Regions from separate parts of the Sus scrofa genome. Here region 1 is linked to region 2. A link is a contact called in public HiChIP or PLAC-seq data. All regions are on one chromosome and are shown on one strand. Each heading gives the region's core, a stretch centred on a gene start, on an enhancer-like site or on the middle of the called end of the contact. The rest is flanking DNA. Distances are from core to core; before and after follow the strand shown.

Region 1 (2,872 bases), core at 110-2,609, 170 kb before region 2:
TATATATATATATATTCTTTTTCGTATTCTTTTCTCTTCCGCCTCATCACAGGCCATCGGGTCGCGTTCCCTGTGCTACACAGTAGGACCTTGTCCTTTGTCCATCCTGTGTGTAAGAGTTCGGATCTGCTCCCCCAAACCCCCAATCTCCCCACCTCATCTCCCTTGGCAACCGCAGATCTATTTTCTGTGTCGGCAAGTCTGTTTCTGTTTCACAGGTAGGTCCCTTTGTGTCCTGTTTTAGCTTAAGTGCCTATGGTCGACTAATCTATGACAAAGGAGACAACACATAGGGAGCAGAGATAGTCTCTTCCTAAGTTTAATTTTTTTTTTTGTCTTTTTGTCTTTTGTTGTTGTTGTTGCTATTTCTTGGGCCGCTCCCACGGCATATGGAGGTTCCCAGTCTAGGGGTTGAATCGGAGCTGTAGCCACCGGCCTACACCAGAGCCACAGCAACGTGGGATCCGAGCCGCGTCTGCAACCTACACCACAGCTCACGGCAACGCCGGATCGTTAACCCACTGTGCAAGGGCAGGGACCGAACCCGCAACCTCATGGTTCCTAGTCGGATTCGTTAACCACTGTGCCACGACGGGAACTCCCTAAGTTTAATTTTTAAAGTATGGCTGATGTACCGTGTTGTGGCCGTTTACACTGTAGAGCGTAGCGACCCAGTCATATATATATGTATATTCTTTTTCTCATATGATTTTCCATCAAATTCTATCACAGGTGATTGGGTAGAGTTCTCTGTGCTGTACAGCAGGACCTCACTGCTTATCTGTCCTACATGGAATCGTTTGCATCTGCCAACCCCAAACTCCCCGTCCATCCCCCCCCCTCCCCCTTGGCAGCCACACGTCTGTTCTCTGTGCCTGAGTCTGTTTCTGTTTGGTAGATGGGTTCATTTGTGTCGTGTTGTAGCCTCCACATGCCGGTGATGTCCGGCGTGTCTCTGCCTGCTTCCTTGGTCCCTCCGTCGCTCTCCTTTCTTATTCCTCACAGAGAATTCCGAGTGTCACCAACCTTTCCCAAGGCCCCAAATGAGCTGGCCCAGCCCCCCATCCCCTTCATCCCCCCTGACACCATTTCCAGCCCCACTGGCCTCCTTTCTTCTTTTGTCTCCCTGCCCATCTTTATGCCATCCTTATGGCTGCTCTCTCTCTCTCTCTCTCTCTCTCTCTCTGGAAAGTTCTTTCTAACTGACAGCCGCAGGACTAACACCGCAGCTCTTTCAGGGCTTGGCTTGGTGCCTCTGTCTCCGTGAGACCGATTCAGCCAGCTCTCCTGAGTGGTGCTCCCTGCCCTCCTCCCAGTCCCCTCACACCATTTGTCCTACTTTTCTCTTCTTCCGCACCGTCATCTCCTCCCCACGTGCCCCGTCATGGGTTTATGGATCCTGACTCTGACTCGCAGTCTGCCTTCTCTTGCGAGAATGCAAGTGCCACCCAAACAGGGCTGGCTGTCTGGTTGGTGGATGGACCTGTAGTTCATGGCAGGTGCTGTGCATTCAGGGGATGTTTTGAATGGACACCCGCTTTTGCCTGCTGTGGGAGGCACTGACTCCTTGCCCAAGTTTAGAAGTACCTGTTACTCACCAGGAGAAGAGGTGTGCTCTGTGGGTGCAAAGGTGGTGTCCCCACCATCTCCTGGCAGTGGAGACAAGCAAAAAAAAAAAAAAATCGAGGGCTCTGGGTTTCCGCTGATCTTCCCACCGGTTCCCTCTGCCCCCCATCCCTCTGGCGACCTTCCTCATGAACTATCAGCTGCGCCTCTAGAAAGTGGCTGTGGAAGAGGGTGTGGTGCCTCTTCCCACCCTCCCCTTCGCTGCCTCCCTCCTTCCTCTTCCCACCCTCCCCTTCGCTGCCTCCCTCCTTCCTGTCCGGGATTCACCGCAGGATCCAGACAGGAGAAAGAGCGGAAGGTGTCGGGGGGAGGGGGGGTGTCCTCACCTTTGACCAGGAGCTTCACAGGCTCACTGGGGAAAGACCATGCGTGCTTGTTGTAGGAGCCAAAACATCTGTATGTCCCTCCATGAGCCCTGGTCACCGGGCCCATGGGGAACTCCGCCTGCATCGTCCCGTATCCGTGCTGCGGGCGGCTGGACCTCCCCTCCTTGAGCAGGAAGAACATGCTCGTTGCTGTCTCTAGACGACAGGAGAAGGTCACGTTCTCTCCTGAGGTCACCTCGGGTCTGGGTTGAACAGAGAGGGCGGGTGTGTCGTACAGCCCTGCGAGAGGAGGCGGCTGGTGAGTAAGGAGCCTCTCGATCCTGCTTTCCTCGCTCCCACCCCGCTGCTCCTTAGGACCGGGCTCTTGCTCCCCAGAACCTCAGCCTCTTCCTCTAGTTCCTGAATTTGTCTCGGTCGGTCTTTGAAACATCCTCTCTGATCTCTCCCTTTGGGGCTGCTCTCCTAGCTTCCAGGGGCGTTAATATGAATCTTTCTCTGGGAATTGCCCCGCATCTGTGGTCCTCCCAGTTTGATCCTTGGGACCAGTATCATCTAGAGGCTTGTTAGGAATGCAAATTTCCAGGCTCTACCCCAGACCTATTGCATCAGGAACTTAGGAGAGGGCCAGCTATCTGCGTTTGAAAACAGTCTTAGTTTTAGCTTTGGTAAAATGTATATAAATTTGCCATCTTGACTTTTTTTTTCTTTAGCTTTTTTTTTTTTTTTTTTTTGTCTTTTTTGCCATTTATTGGGCCGCTCTCACGGCATATGGAGGTTCCCAGGCTAGGGGTCCAGTCGGAGCTGTAGCCACCAGCCTACACCAGAGCCACAGCAACGCGGGATCCGAGCCGCGTCTGCGACCTACACCACAGCTCATGGCAACGCTGGATCGTTAACCCACTGAGCAAGGCCAGAGATCG
Region 2 (3,037 bases), core at 395-2,894:
GGAGCCTCCTGACCGCTCTGCCTTGTGCGGAAATTGAGCTAAAGAAGAAAATATGCAGTGGTTTGGACAGTGAAGTTGCATGTCGTTATAACCCCACCAGGCTGTGCCCCATCTGGATTGATGGGTGCCCCTGGAACTAGAAGGGACTTGCCGAATTGGAGTTCCCAGGAGCAGTAAAGACATGCACCTCTGCATTCCCTCCAGAAGCCAGTGCAAGTCCTGGGAGTAATCGTTGCAAAGGACCAGAAGAAAGGGAAGTGGGCTCCTGAGAGGGGGTTCCCCGTCTCATGCCTTCTGTTCTTATCTCTGTGCCAGGCTCCACGTGGCCCGTGTGTTTCCTCCTTTCTGTGACTACAGGGGGCAGGGCCCAAACCTCGTCAACCCCTGGTGTCCAGCCTGTGCGTCCGAGCTGAAATCGCCAGTGGTGGCTTTGGCTGCCATCCTGACCGTGGCAAAGCCCTGAAAGGTCAGCTGCCGTTGACGTGATGGATAATGGGGCCCTGTGGAATCTTCATCCCAAAGCCCAGGATTTCCGTCTCTTGCAGACGGTACTCATCAGCCCAGACAGCGCCCAGCCCCAGAGTACCGCTGGAATGCTGAATCTGGATCAGCCAGGATGATGGCTCTGGAGTAGCTCTCTTGAAAGGGATCGAATCTAGAGTCTCCTGGTATCTGGGCACTTTAGAGATTAGACTCCAAGAGCACTCCCCACACAAGCACATCTGCCCAGCCTTTTCTTATCCAAATTCTAGCTCTGCTGGTGGGAGTCAATTGCATTGATCCAAGAAGAGAGAACTTGAGCAGAGAGACTTACTCTCTTTTATCCAAATCTTGTGGTCCAGACTCAGCCCCCAGAAGAACAATCCAGGTTTGCTGCATTTGGAGTTCCCCTTGTGGCTCAAGGGAAACGAATCCATCTAGTAACCATGAGGTTGTGGATTCGATCCCTGGCCTCGCACAGTGCATTAAGGATCTGGTGTTGCCGTGAACTGTGGTGTAAGTCATAGCCACGGCTCAGATCCTGTGTTGCTATGGCTGTGGTGTAGGCCAGCAGCTGAAGCTCGGATTCGACCCCTAGCCTAGGAACTTCCGTGTGCCTAGGGTTCAGCCCTAAAAAGCAAAAAAAAAAAAAAAAAAAAAAAAAAAAAGCTGCATTCTTCACTCAGAAACTGAACCTGATTAAGGCCCTAAGCTTCTGATTCAGGGAGGGGGCAAGGAATCCTGAAACTCGGGGGTGGGTGGGGAGACAAGGCCTTCCTCTCGTTGTCTCTGTTCCCCCCTGCGTCACTAAGGTCCTGTGGCATCCATCCAACCAGGAGGTGGGTCCAGGGAAGGACCTGGAGTCCTAGCATCCCAGTCCCCAGCCCAGAGGTCCCCTCCTGCCATGTTCGTATTCACCCAGGGAAAGCCGAAAAGCAAACATGGCCAGCAGGATGCTGCCCCACCAGCCTCCGCTGTGCAGACAGACCGATGGACAGGATACGGCGGTCAGAGACCCAGCCCTGACCGTCCCGTGGTTTTCTGACCAAATGTTTTCCAGAAAGTTCATCCACATGGCTTTAGTTCCTCCTTCCTTGAGGGGCGGTTACCAGAGAGGACTCTTCCTCCCACACACATGCCCCCTTGAACATGAGGGTGGAGAGGGACTCTGAGCACTGTAGGAACTGGACATCAGTGATGACTTAATGGTGGCTCATGTGGTCGGTGGGACCTTAAGCAAGTCACTTCCTTTAAAGAAATTGGAACTTGGATGGATGTGACTGTGAATTTTCTTTTTTTTCTCTTTTGCTTTGTTCAATCTCTGCATATGTATCAGGTGTCTATTAAGGACCTGGGTCTGTGCCAAATATTCGAGATAGGCAAATTAATAGAGGGCCCACATTAATGAGGAAGACATACCTCCAGGTGTCCCCAAAATTACGTGATTGCAGGGCATGATCCATAACTTCTGGTGACGCTGGATTCTCTTTTTTTTTTTACACCTCAGCCTCGAAAGATCCGTAGTTCATCTCAAGGGAAAGTCTATTTCTCATTCAGGTAACATTTCGGAATGGGTGCTCGCACACCGGCAGCTGGAGCTCCTCCACGGGGTGACTAATGTTCCCAGGATTCTTCCACCTTTTTGGCTTTGGCATCACCTAAGACCTTGGCGGACTTACTCTGCTACCAAAGTGGGGAAGGAGAAAGAGTGAAAATGGCACACTCACTTCTTTTAGAGAAGAATTCCGACGTGGCATCTATCCTGTCTGCTCTGGTTTAGCCGAGGAAGATTAGTCATGGGTCCACAGCTGGGTGCAAGATAGACTGGGTCTAGCGCCCGGTGGGACAGTGTCCTCCCGTGAGGACACCACATCATATAAAAGAAGCCATGAAAGTTGGGTGCACAGTAGGCCATGGCTGCTCCCATGGGAGATGCGCTAGGGGAAAAGAGGGCCGTGATTCCGGGTAAAAGGAGGCATGACCTTGAGTCCAGACCTCAGGGCAGGCTCGCCTGATGATGCTGAGACTCCGTGGGAGGGTGAGTGAGGATTGATGAAGTGTCCACACGGGAAAGCAGAGGAGACAGCTTTCAAGAAAACCTCGAGTCAGGAAATAATTTTGCCAATTCTAAGGAGTCGAGATGATCCCGACAGCGTGGAGACGGGAAAGCATTGAGGAGACGCTTCAATAGGGACTGAATGTGTAGGGCTTTGTAAAAGGCTCTGTAAAGATTTGGGATTTTATCTTTAGGAGAACGGGAAAGGTTTTGCACATAAGCCTGGCAAAATCAGATTTTTTTTTTTTGTCTACATTGTATTTATATGACCACTTCCTCCAGACGGAATCAGAGGAGGCCTAAAAATAACAGCTAGGAGTTCCCATCCTGGCACAGCAAACTGAATCCGACTAGGAACCATGAGGTTGCAGGTTGGATCCCTGGCCTCTCTCAGAGGGTTGATGATCCGGCATTGCTGTGAGCTGTGGTGTAGGTCGCAGTGGCAACAGCCCCAATTCAACCCCTAGCCTGGGAAGCTCCATATGCCACAGGTGTGGCCCT

The links. HiChIP or PLAC-seq counts read pairs in DNA pulled down with a chosen protein or histone mark.
Region 1: an H3K27ac HiChIP or PLAC-seq map of alveolar macrophages shows a contact between it and region 2. The contact joins two enhancer-like sites. A contact is called at or near these places in 1 of 47 Hi-C or Micro-C datasets (embryonic fibroblasts) and 1 of 2 datasets of contacts at active chromatin or transcription factors (alveolar macrophages).

Annotation. Positions count from the first base shown.
Region 1 is chr6:59,095,403-59,098,274 of Sscrofa11.1, reverse strand. NCR1 (natural cytotoxicity triggering receptor 1) reads right to left here. Exons shown (of 7, transcript NM_001123143.1): 4 at 1,953-2,231; 5 at 1,599-1,649. Among named protein-coding and RNA genes, the nearest start is that of NCR1, 3.9 kb to the right of the region's middle. Within about 2 kb of position 1,359, at least 1 of the 83 cell types and tissues checked has an H3K27ac peak or open chromatin away from gene starts, as enhancers often do. A contact at or near this core is called in alveolar macrophages, where this site is marked.
Region 2 is chr6:58,923,513-58,926,549 of Sscrofa11.1, reverse strand. It overlaps LOC106510586 (a long non-coding RNA gene), which reads left to right. Exons shown (of 3, transcript XR_002344799.1): 2 at 316-466; 3 at 1,988-2,920. Among named protein-coding and RNA genes, the nearest start is that of TTYH1, 33 kb to the right of the region's middle. Within about 2 kb of position 1,644, at least 7 of the 83 cell types and tissues checked have an H3K27ac peak or open chromatin away from gene starts, as enhancers often do. A contact at or near this core is called in alveolar macrophages, where this site is marked.